Regions from separate parts of the Mus musculus genome. Here region 1 is linked to region 2. The links are chromatin contacts, called in public HiChIP or PLAC-seq maps. All regions are on one chromosome and are shown on one strand. The core of a region is the stretch at or near the end of the contact, and the rest is flanking DNA. Distances in the headings are between cores, read along the strand shown.

Evidence for each region. HiChIP or PLAC-seq counts read pairs in DNA pulled down with a chosen protein or histone mark.
Region 1: a contact with region 2 is called in an H3K4me3 HiChIP or PLAC-seq map of the SCID.adh cell line, with 9 read pairs. The contact joins the promoter of Nrf1 here to the enhancer-like site in region 2. A contact is called at or near these places in 4 of 39 promoter capture datasets (cranial neural crest, embryonic stem cells, liver and 1 more), 5 of 115 datasets of contacts at active chromatin or transcription factors (the SCID.adh cell line, embryonic basal ganglia, embryonic limb bud and 1 more) and 2 of 9 other capture datasets (adipose tissue and macrophages).

Annotation. Positions count from the first base shown.
Region 1 is chr6:30,045,319-30,049,914 of GRCm38.p6, reverse strand. Nrf1 (nuclear respiratory factor 1) reads right to left here and starts at 1,927. Exons shown (of 12, transcript NM_001164226.1): 1 at 1,802-1,927.
Region 2 is chr6:29,867,170-29,871,600 of GRCm38.p6, reverse strand. It overlaps Ahcyl2 (S-adenosylhomocysteine hydrolase-like 2), which reads right to left. Exons shown (of 17, transcript NM_001171000.2): 3 at 890-1,033; 4 at 315-415. Among named protein-coding and RNA genes, the nearest start is that of Strip2, 48 kb to the left of the region's middle. Within about 2 kb of position 1,865, at least 15 of the 459 cell types and tissues checked have an H3K27ac peak or open chromatin away from gene starts, as enhancers often do. A contact at or near this core is called in the SCID.adh cell line and liver, where this site is marked.

The sequences.
Region 1 (4,596 bases), core at 678-3,177, 180 kb before region 2:
AAACAAACAACAAAAGGCTGCCAATGTATTTCAGCAGCAAACGGTCTGCATGGCCAATGCCCTGTTAGATTCCCCAGCAAAGCACAAAAAAATAAAGAGGAAGGGTAACACCTTCCCAAAAATCTACACTCAACAAATTACAGTTAAGTCTGCACCCAAATTAAGTCACTACATCACATTACACATGACGATTATACACTTACTTTGTACTCATTAACTAGCCATATTTCTACTACTTTATAGGGTAACTTGTCAAGAACTTTCAAACAATGTTAGGGAGTCAGGACATAACTAAATGAAAAAGCAAAATCAACACTCATTTAATATATATGTCACCCCTCTTCTCTTCCCCGGAGTGAGGAACAATCCATTAACTTACTGTTTATGACTAAAGGAAAAGGCATTTAAAAGGATCTGCCGAAGATTGGAAAAAGGACCAAAAAGGACCACTCCTCCAAGGACAAAAGCTGTCCCCATTCTCCTACAGAGCACTGTCCCAACTGACAGGTTCACTCCCACCAACTTTCTCCAATAAATGGAGATTTAAACACTAAAATGGAAGTTTTGCTTTGCCTACTTAAAAAAAAAAAAAAATCGGCCCAACCGATACCAACTCTAACATAAGCCATCATCAGTACAAGATACTTTAATGGCAGGGAAGATGGGGATGACCTGCTAACAGCTCCTCCAACTGGTCAGAGCAGATAGCCTTTGAAGCTCTAACAACATTAATGTATGTTTAACATTTTCAAGTTCTGGTGGGTAGTCAGATGCACCGAACAAAGTTTGGGGCCAGCAGCAACGACACAACAGGTGAGAAACAGTGGACATCACTACAGAACATGCAATGGCAAACCCACGAATCCACGAAAGCCTGGGAGATGTGGGAGAGAATCAAGCACAAGACCACCCCAGACCCCCTGTTTTATCCGAGGCAAAGGCTCCGTTCCTTCTTAAGGGGTGCGCCACCTCCCCCTCCTGTCCCCCGGAGACCACCACGCCAGTCCCAGGAAGAACCCAGGCCCCTCGGTGGGTATCTCCGCCGGAGAGGAAAAACACAATGTCGCTCCTTATTTCTGCGTACAAAAGGACTTTGCGCCCTCCTCCTCCTCCTCGAACTGCCGCCTAGGCGCCTCCTCACAACTTGCAAGAAGGTGGGCAGCGCGCCATATTCAGCGCCCCCCAGTCCACCTGGGTAACCATCCCACGCCACCCCGGCGGGAGGGAAGCTTCGGAGGTCGCCCGGCCGAACCACCAGCCTCCTCTCCCGCCAGAGACAGCCACTCCCGCGCCCCGCCCGGCCGCACCGAGCCACCGGCGGGCCAGAGCCGGGAAGAGCCGAGGGGGCGAGCGCCGAGCCGCCGCTCCGGTCCCGCGCAGCCCACCCACCTCCCGCTCCCGGGCCCGGCGCGCTCTCCCGGGCCGCCGGCTCCCGAGCCCGCAGAAGGAAGACCAGGCCCGGGGTTCCACGGCGCGGAGGAGGCCGCGGCCGGGAGAACCCGAGGCGGTAGGGGAGGCCGGAACCCTGGGGCTCTCGGGAGGGCAGCCGCCTCCCTACCGAGCCCGCCAGGACGCCCGGGGCCTAGTGCGGCCTGCGCATCCTCGGGGTGGCGGTTTGGCTGGGCCGGGCCCGGGCCCGGGCCCCCCGCCCCAGGCAGGCCGAATCCGGCGGGGGCCCAGGCCCCGAGCCGGGGGCGGCAGGGTGCCGGCTGCGGGGCGGGCCGGCCGGCCGGCGGGCGGGCGGCGTGTTGCGGCTGCGCCGGGGCTGAAATAGCTGGAGATTGCGCGGTAGGGCACTCACCTCAGAGCGGCTGCGCTACCGTGGGCCTGCGCCGTGGAGACTGCGACCGCGCCGGCTCCTCGCAGCCTCCTGCCACCAGCGGCAATGGCGAGCGCTGCCGCCTCTGCCGCCGCCGCCGCCGCCGAGGAGGGGGAGGGGAGGGAGGAGGCACGCACGCGACGCACGGCTCGGCTTCCCCGCCCGGAGACCGCCATGATGGCGAGGCCAGCACGGCTCTGCGGCTCCGGGGAGGGGGCTCTCGGCGGCGCTCTCTGAGACCCCCGGCCGCCTCGTCGGCCTCTGGTGCGGCTCGGCAGCGCTGGCCGGGGCCCGGACCAGGAGGGCAACCGGCTGAGCAAGTCGCGGACGCGGCGGCGAAGTGGTTCATGCCGCCCAAGATGGTTGCTAATCCGAAGGAGCCCTCCGCTCGGAGCCGAGCGCGGGGAACTGAGACCTCCGCTCCAAAGCGGCTCCCCCACATTTTACTCGGCGCGCCTTTGCGTAGTCGCCTCGACCCCTCTCTGAAATGCGCTTTGTTTCTCTGTTTCAAAGCCCCAACCAGATCTGTAAACGGGGAACTTTGGTACAAAGCAATATGGTAATTTATTCTCTCGTTCCTTAGACCAACATTTCTAAAGGGCCCCTTTCCGTACTGGATGCTGTTATGGGTGCTCCGAAGTGCACCTGTTAGCAAACCAAGGCTCTATTTAATAAAAATAAAAAAGTAAGTTCTTGCCCTTGCTTTCTCGGCGCTTAGATGAAGCAATAGGGTATCCTAGTATGCCTAACAAGTGAGCAGACAGTGGGAAAATGAAAGGTTGGGGACATGGGGTAGTTTGGGTTGCTTTTGTTATGTCATCAGGAGCCCCCATCAGAACCACCGGGAGTCCCAGCTCCAACTGAAACCTAGAATCTGCATTTTTAACACTTCTGGGAGATTTAATGTGCACTAGATAAATGCCCCACATGGTGTCAGAAAACAGCTTAACAAATAAGCAAACATTTTTTTAATTGGATACCTTTGTCTTATGTAGTTTTTTTTTTTTTTTTTTTTTAGTCCAAGACAGGATTTCTCTGTGTAGACCAGGCTGTCCTGGAACTCACTCTGCAGACCAAGCTGACCTCCAACCCAGAGATCATCTGCCTCTACCTCCCCAGTGCTGGGATTAAAGGCGTGTGCCACCACTGCCCAGCTTAACTGAATGCCTTTTTCCCTTAACGGTTTCTTTTCTCTTCCTTCCTTCCTTACTTCCTTCCTTTCTTTTTTTTTCTTTTTCCTTTTTTTTGGTTTTTAGAGACGGTTTCTCTGTGTAGCCCTGGCTTGGCTGTCCAAGAACTCTGTAGACCAGGCTGGCCTCAAACTCAGAAATCTGCGTGCTTCTGCCTCCCCAGTGCTTGGATCAAAGGCGTGCGCCACCACTGCCTGGCACCCTTAATGTTTTCTAAATCAAACCGATATCACTGTCACTACCCATCCCTGTAGGAATAATGTCTGCTCTTTCCTCTTTGCCTCAATGATTTTTTTTTTTTTTTTTTTTTTTTTTTGAGATAGGGTCTCAACTATGTAGCCCAGGATGGCCTGAAACTCACCATAAAGACCAGACTGGCCTGGCCTCTAACTCAGAGATTTTTATCCTGTCCTTGCCTTCCAAGTTCTGGGATTAAAGACATGGACCCTCTGCCTGGCCATCCAATGACATCTTTAAAGCGTTGTTGCCTCTTTCTGACTTTGGTCCAGGCTGCTTTCGTGTGGAGGTGCTGCACTTAGACTCTGAACTGGCTCCCAGACCCTGGACTTGCTCTCCCCAGCCCCTTCTGCACACTTCAACTTGAATGGACTCTTTTCTTCATTTTTTTAAAAAAAAGCAGATCGTAGCTGGGCGTGGTGGCACACGCCTTTAATCCCAGCACTCGGGAGGCAGAGGCAGGTGGATTTCTGAGTTCGAGGCTAGTCTGGTCTACAGAGTGAGTTCCAGGACAGCCAGGGCTATACAGAGAAACCCTGTCTCAAAAAAAAAAAAAAAAAAAAAAAAAAAAAGCAGATTGTGTTGTGTTATTTCCCTGTTTGGGATGTCTAACGTCTAAAATCCTTGAAGGTGGCTTTGAGAACTTTGATGTCCTCACCCACGGTGCCATCTCTGACTTCATCTGCTGCGTCTCTCTCAGGCTACAGAAGAACTGGGAAGCTGTTGGATCATAGAGATCAAGGAATACTACCCCTCTGCTCAGAACATTTCTCACGGCTGTCTTCTCGCGTGCTAGAACTTTCCATCAGAACAGCTTGTTACTCCTTTAGTCTGGACATGGCTTTCATCCCTCATCCCCCAAGCCTGCTTGCTTTGCCTTTCCTTATCATACAGGACTTACCAGCGACATCTGCATTAGCTCCCTTCTCTGTTTACAATGGCCTCAGTAGCCCAAGCTAACCTCCACCTGAGGTTGACCTGTCCTGGCCTCCCAAGTGGTGGGATACCAGACCTGTGCTGCCATGCTCAGTTAATGTGTGCTGGGGATTGAACCCAGGACCTCATGGGTTTTGCTAGGCAAACAAACAACTGAGCAATATCCCCAGCCCCTACACTCTCCCTCTCATTTCATTCTCCAATGGAGGCCATTACGTAAGTACTACTATGGTCCCTTTTGACAGATGAAGAAGCCAAAACATGCCAATGTTACTTGCCCCAACTCAGATGGAGATGGAACCAGTCCTGATCCTGACCCTACCAGAGCTTTTAGATGGCTATCCACACCCACTCACAAAGCACAAGAGAACCTTAGTGTCAGACAGCATTAACTTCTGTGGAACTTTTGACAGT
Region 2 (4,431 bases), core at 616-3,115:
GAATGCTCTCATGTATACAGTCTCAGAGAGAGGACTCTGGGCAGGCTGATGGAGAAGTAGGAGACAGGAGAAAGCATTCATGGGTTCACCTATACACTCATGATCAAGCTTAGCCTGTGCCCTCCTGGCTGTACAACTCTGACAGATTACTCGAGCATTCGGGCCTCGGTTTCCTTGTTTACAAAATGGAAAAAGGAATACCTGCCTACATAGCATTTTGTGGATTAATGAAATAATGTTGTTAGCTTGGTGCTGGCAGTTGCTGGCATTCAATAACTGGTGCGATTATTACTGTTATTAAGAAAAGCACTCACGGCTGTCTGAGCAGTGATGTGCGTACAACCCACAATTTTGGCTCCAGCCAAAGGCTTTTCTCCTTGGGCTCTCTTCCTTAAAGCCATCAAGGCAGGCATCTCTGAAAAAGTCCAATACAAACATAGAATATTAAACAGAGGGAATAAAAGATGAAAGAAAAAACATAAAAAATATTCATTCAAGTTCTCTTGGTCAGCTTCTGTTAGATGGTGTTCCCGAATGTTCTCTGAGAGGCCTTCAGAGACAAATGCTCCCCAGTCTTATCTTCTATGTGCCAATTCTTAGCCAGGGGTTTCCTCCAGAACCACTGGACTTCACTCCCTCCCCAAAGTGTTTCCCAAGCTCAGGGATGGACATGCAAACTCACACCTATAATCCCAGAATTTGGGAGGCTGAGACAAGAGAATTATCTCGAGTGCAAGGTCAGCCTAGGTTCCAGAACAACACCAATCTCAGACAATTTAATAAACAAAAATGTGATTTAGTATTGCACTGAAATTTGACAAGCCAGATGACCCAGGAGTATTAACATGACAAAATGACACAGGCAGGCAAAAAGGCATTATTTCTTTACCTTGCTCAGCAATTTCAATTTCTCTGCGTCCAAACTCCGCTTGTTTGATGTTCTTGACACAGAAGTCGCTACTTCCCTTAGAGTTCTTTTGCTGCTTGTCCCTGGGGGATGTCTCATCGTCAGAGCTATCTGTATATGAGGCAGCTGGAACACAAATGAAAAAATCAATCAGAAAAAGACTGGCTTCTTCCACAATGGAAAACCAGTGGGGCTTCACTAGTCATTAGCATCATCCGAATTAACACCTCTAGGAAGCTCCTTAATGAAACATGGAGCTGCTTATGCAAGGTACTCCCCACAGTCCAGAAAGGACAAGCCAGAGACCTGCAAAAGGCTTTCTCTCTCTGTAGCATTCATTAGGAATCTAGGACTAACTTTTCCTTTTGAACACAGAGAGATATAATGCTTGAATGTGCAGAGAGGAAAGCTGAACCCAGGAAAGCCACAGTTAAAGTTCCTAAGCAAGCCAGTTATTTACCCTCTCCACCCACCCCCCACCCCCGCTTCCCCTCCCCTTCCCCCACCTGTTGCTTAAATGCCTGAAGTAATTTGCTTTGTAGTACACTAACTGAACAGATAAAACCTAAAAAACAAGAAACTCATGGGAAAGTAATTAAGAACTACACAAAAGGAGTTTGTCTGACATAACAGAGCTGTGCTTCTTCGGACTGGCTCTGCTGAGACAGAACTATTCTTGCAGACCCAATTAGACCCTGACAACGAACTATTCAATGTGCTATCCTCCTTACTGGCCTCCTTAAGAAGGGGTCCTTGGTGTTTCAGATTCCCAAAGCAGCAAAATACTAGCTTTTGGTACATTCAATGCTTTGCTGAGTAATCAACTAGCAATATATACTAGAGCAGTGGCTTTCACCCTTCCTAATGCTGCAGCCCTTTAATACAGTGCCTCATGCTGTGAGAACCCCAACCATAACATTATTTTCATTGCTACTGAAAGAGTAGTAAACTCAGTGCTCCAAGGTATGCTAATCATAAAACAGATAGCGACATTCCTCCACCCACCCCCTTCCTGGGTTCAATTCAAAGAATGGCACCCTGACCGTTACTGGAACCTGCAATGCAAATGTGCTATTGTTAGGGGCTCTTAGAAACTGTCTTGAGAGTTAACAATTACCAGGTATTCCTTGTGACACCTGTGACTTTGTACTTCCTTGTGACTCTTAACTGGTATTTTTGGTATTTTCCAACAACACCCTTCCCACCTCCTTGAGTTGTGGTTTTTTCCTTTAAATACCCCTTTACTCAGCTACTCAGGGCGCCACGGTCCTCTATCCCTGCGTGGTGTATGACCGTGGGCCCGAGAGCGCTCTTGAATAAAAATCCTCTTGCAATTTGCAGCAAGTCTGTTTCTCGTTGGTGGTTTTGGGGTGTCGCCTCTCCTGAGTCAGAACGTGGGGGAGTCCTCACGTTGTGGGTCTTTCACTACTTCACAATTGTCATTTTGAAACTATTATGAATCTGATCTTTCTGATGGTTCTCAGGTGAGCTCTTGTAAGAGTTGTTTGACCCCCAAATGGGTCTCGACCCACAGGTTGAGAACCACTGCAGTGGAGGGTGAAAGGGCCACACTTGATTGTGGCCAACAGACAGTTACTGACACTGAATTCACAGCCTTAGTCGAGATCTTTTTCGTCTTCATATTTGCTAATCATTTACTAGATAATCTGAAGCTATTTCTTTCTTGATCTTTGTACAAGAGGGTAGTTCTTTCTAATCCTGGCAGTTTGGGGAGAATAGAGGACATAAAACATGGCCTATAGCATACATCTCTCAGTGCAGTTAGCACTGCCATTAGTTCTAGGGGGAGAAAATTGCAAAAGCTCAGAGTTCCTGAGGGCCAAGTGCCCTGATCTACTTACATCTAGAGCATTAAAGCATTTCTGGGATTTCTTAGCAGAGGGGCTGAGTAGGGGTTGGAGGGCAGACTGTAAAAGGCAAGTCCGACCTTGCCCAGTTAATCAGGCACAGTGCTGCATACTGTGGGGTCAGCAGGGGCTTGAAGATCTCTCCTGGCTCTGGAAAATTGCCTTAGAGCAAAGTCCTAACATGAGGGCACAGGAATGATTGTGTGCACAAAGGGAGGCGAAGGAATTAGTAAATCCCCAAAGGACTTTTGTTCTTATAAAGAACTAATCTGTACAAAAACTTTTTGGTTCCTCTCCTAGGGTAAGAGAGCTCAAAGTACTTTTGGCAACAGAGCTAGAAATAGTTTTCTGGACTATGATAGAGTTTAGGAATCACAGGCTTAGGAACCATGAGAGAAAAATGACAACAGCCTCCCCAATCCTGATCCAAATTTATGTAGAAATTGAATTTGAAAAAAAGAGTTTAAGCTCAGAATAATTCAAAGTTTCAAATCTTTTCTCCAGAACCATGATGGCTTTTGTGCCTTTAGTAGTAAACACTGATCAGCAAGAACACCTTTAGTCCCAGGTCTTGGGTTTGCTGTAGTGACTAGAGAGGCTGAGACTGGAGCCCCTCCTCTAACCCAGAATAGTCCCCCTTCCTAAACCTTCTCAGCTCTGAAGGAGGAGTCAGGAGTGGGAGGAAAGCAAACCGAAACAAAACAAAGCAATGCTCCTTTAAGAGAAGCACCCCAATTTTAACTGTTCCTTGTTTAGTTCTGCTTTGTTTGTTTTTCAGACAGGAGCTCCGCATGCAGCCCTGGCTGTCCTGGAACTAGCTATGTACACCAGGCTGGTCTTAAAGTAAGAGAGACTTTCCTGCCTCTGTCTCCCAAGTGCTGGGATTAAAGATGAGTAAGTATCTCAACACCTTAGCTTCAATTTCTGTGGTTGGCCTTTTGTTTCCAAATGAAAAAATAAAATGGTTACATCATTTCCTTATTTTAAAGCTGAGAAAACTAATATTTTACTTTCTTTTTTTTTAATATTTATTTATTTATTATATGTAAGTACACTGTAGCTGTCCTCAGACACTCCAGAAGAGGGAGTCAGATCTTGTTATGGATGGTTGTGAGCCACCATGTGGTTGCTGGGATTTGAACTCCTGACCTTCGGAAGAGCAGTCGGGTGCTCTTACCCACTGAGCCATCTCACCAGCCCTACTTTCTTTTTAAACGGAGTCTCACTATGTAGCCCTAGCTATCTTAGAACTTGCTATGTAGATTACCTTGACCTCAAGCTCACAAAGGTTTGCCTGCCTCTGCTTCAGGTGCTCGTGGCATGTGTGCCACCATGTGCACTGGGCTTTATCTTCTTAATAGCAGTCAGGAATGCTTTTGTTCCCCAAAGGTTTTTTTTTTTTTTTTCCCCAGTCTTCTTTCCAGAGCTAGCATTGGCAAGTACAAAAGGCAGCGACTACACTGTTGTAATTCATGGCTGCACAAGTGTCGGGCCCAGACCGAGAGAAGGGTTTCTGTGAGCATGGTAGAAACTTTATTCAACTAATATGGTAAGCATCTATTTAGTTTTGAACACACTTATTTCTGCCACCTTTACTTTTTTTAAATAATTCATGCTATGCTGTCCAGATTGACCTGGAACTCTCTAAGTGGCACA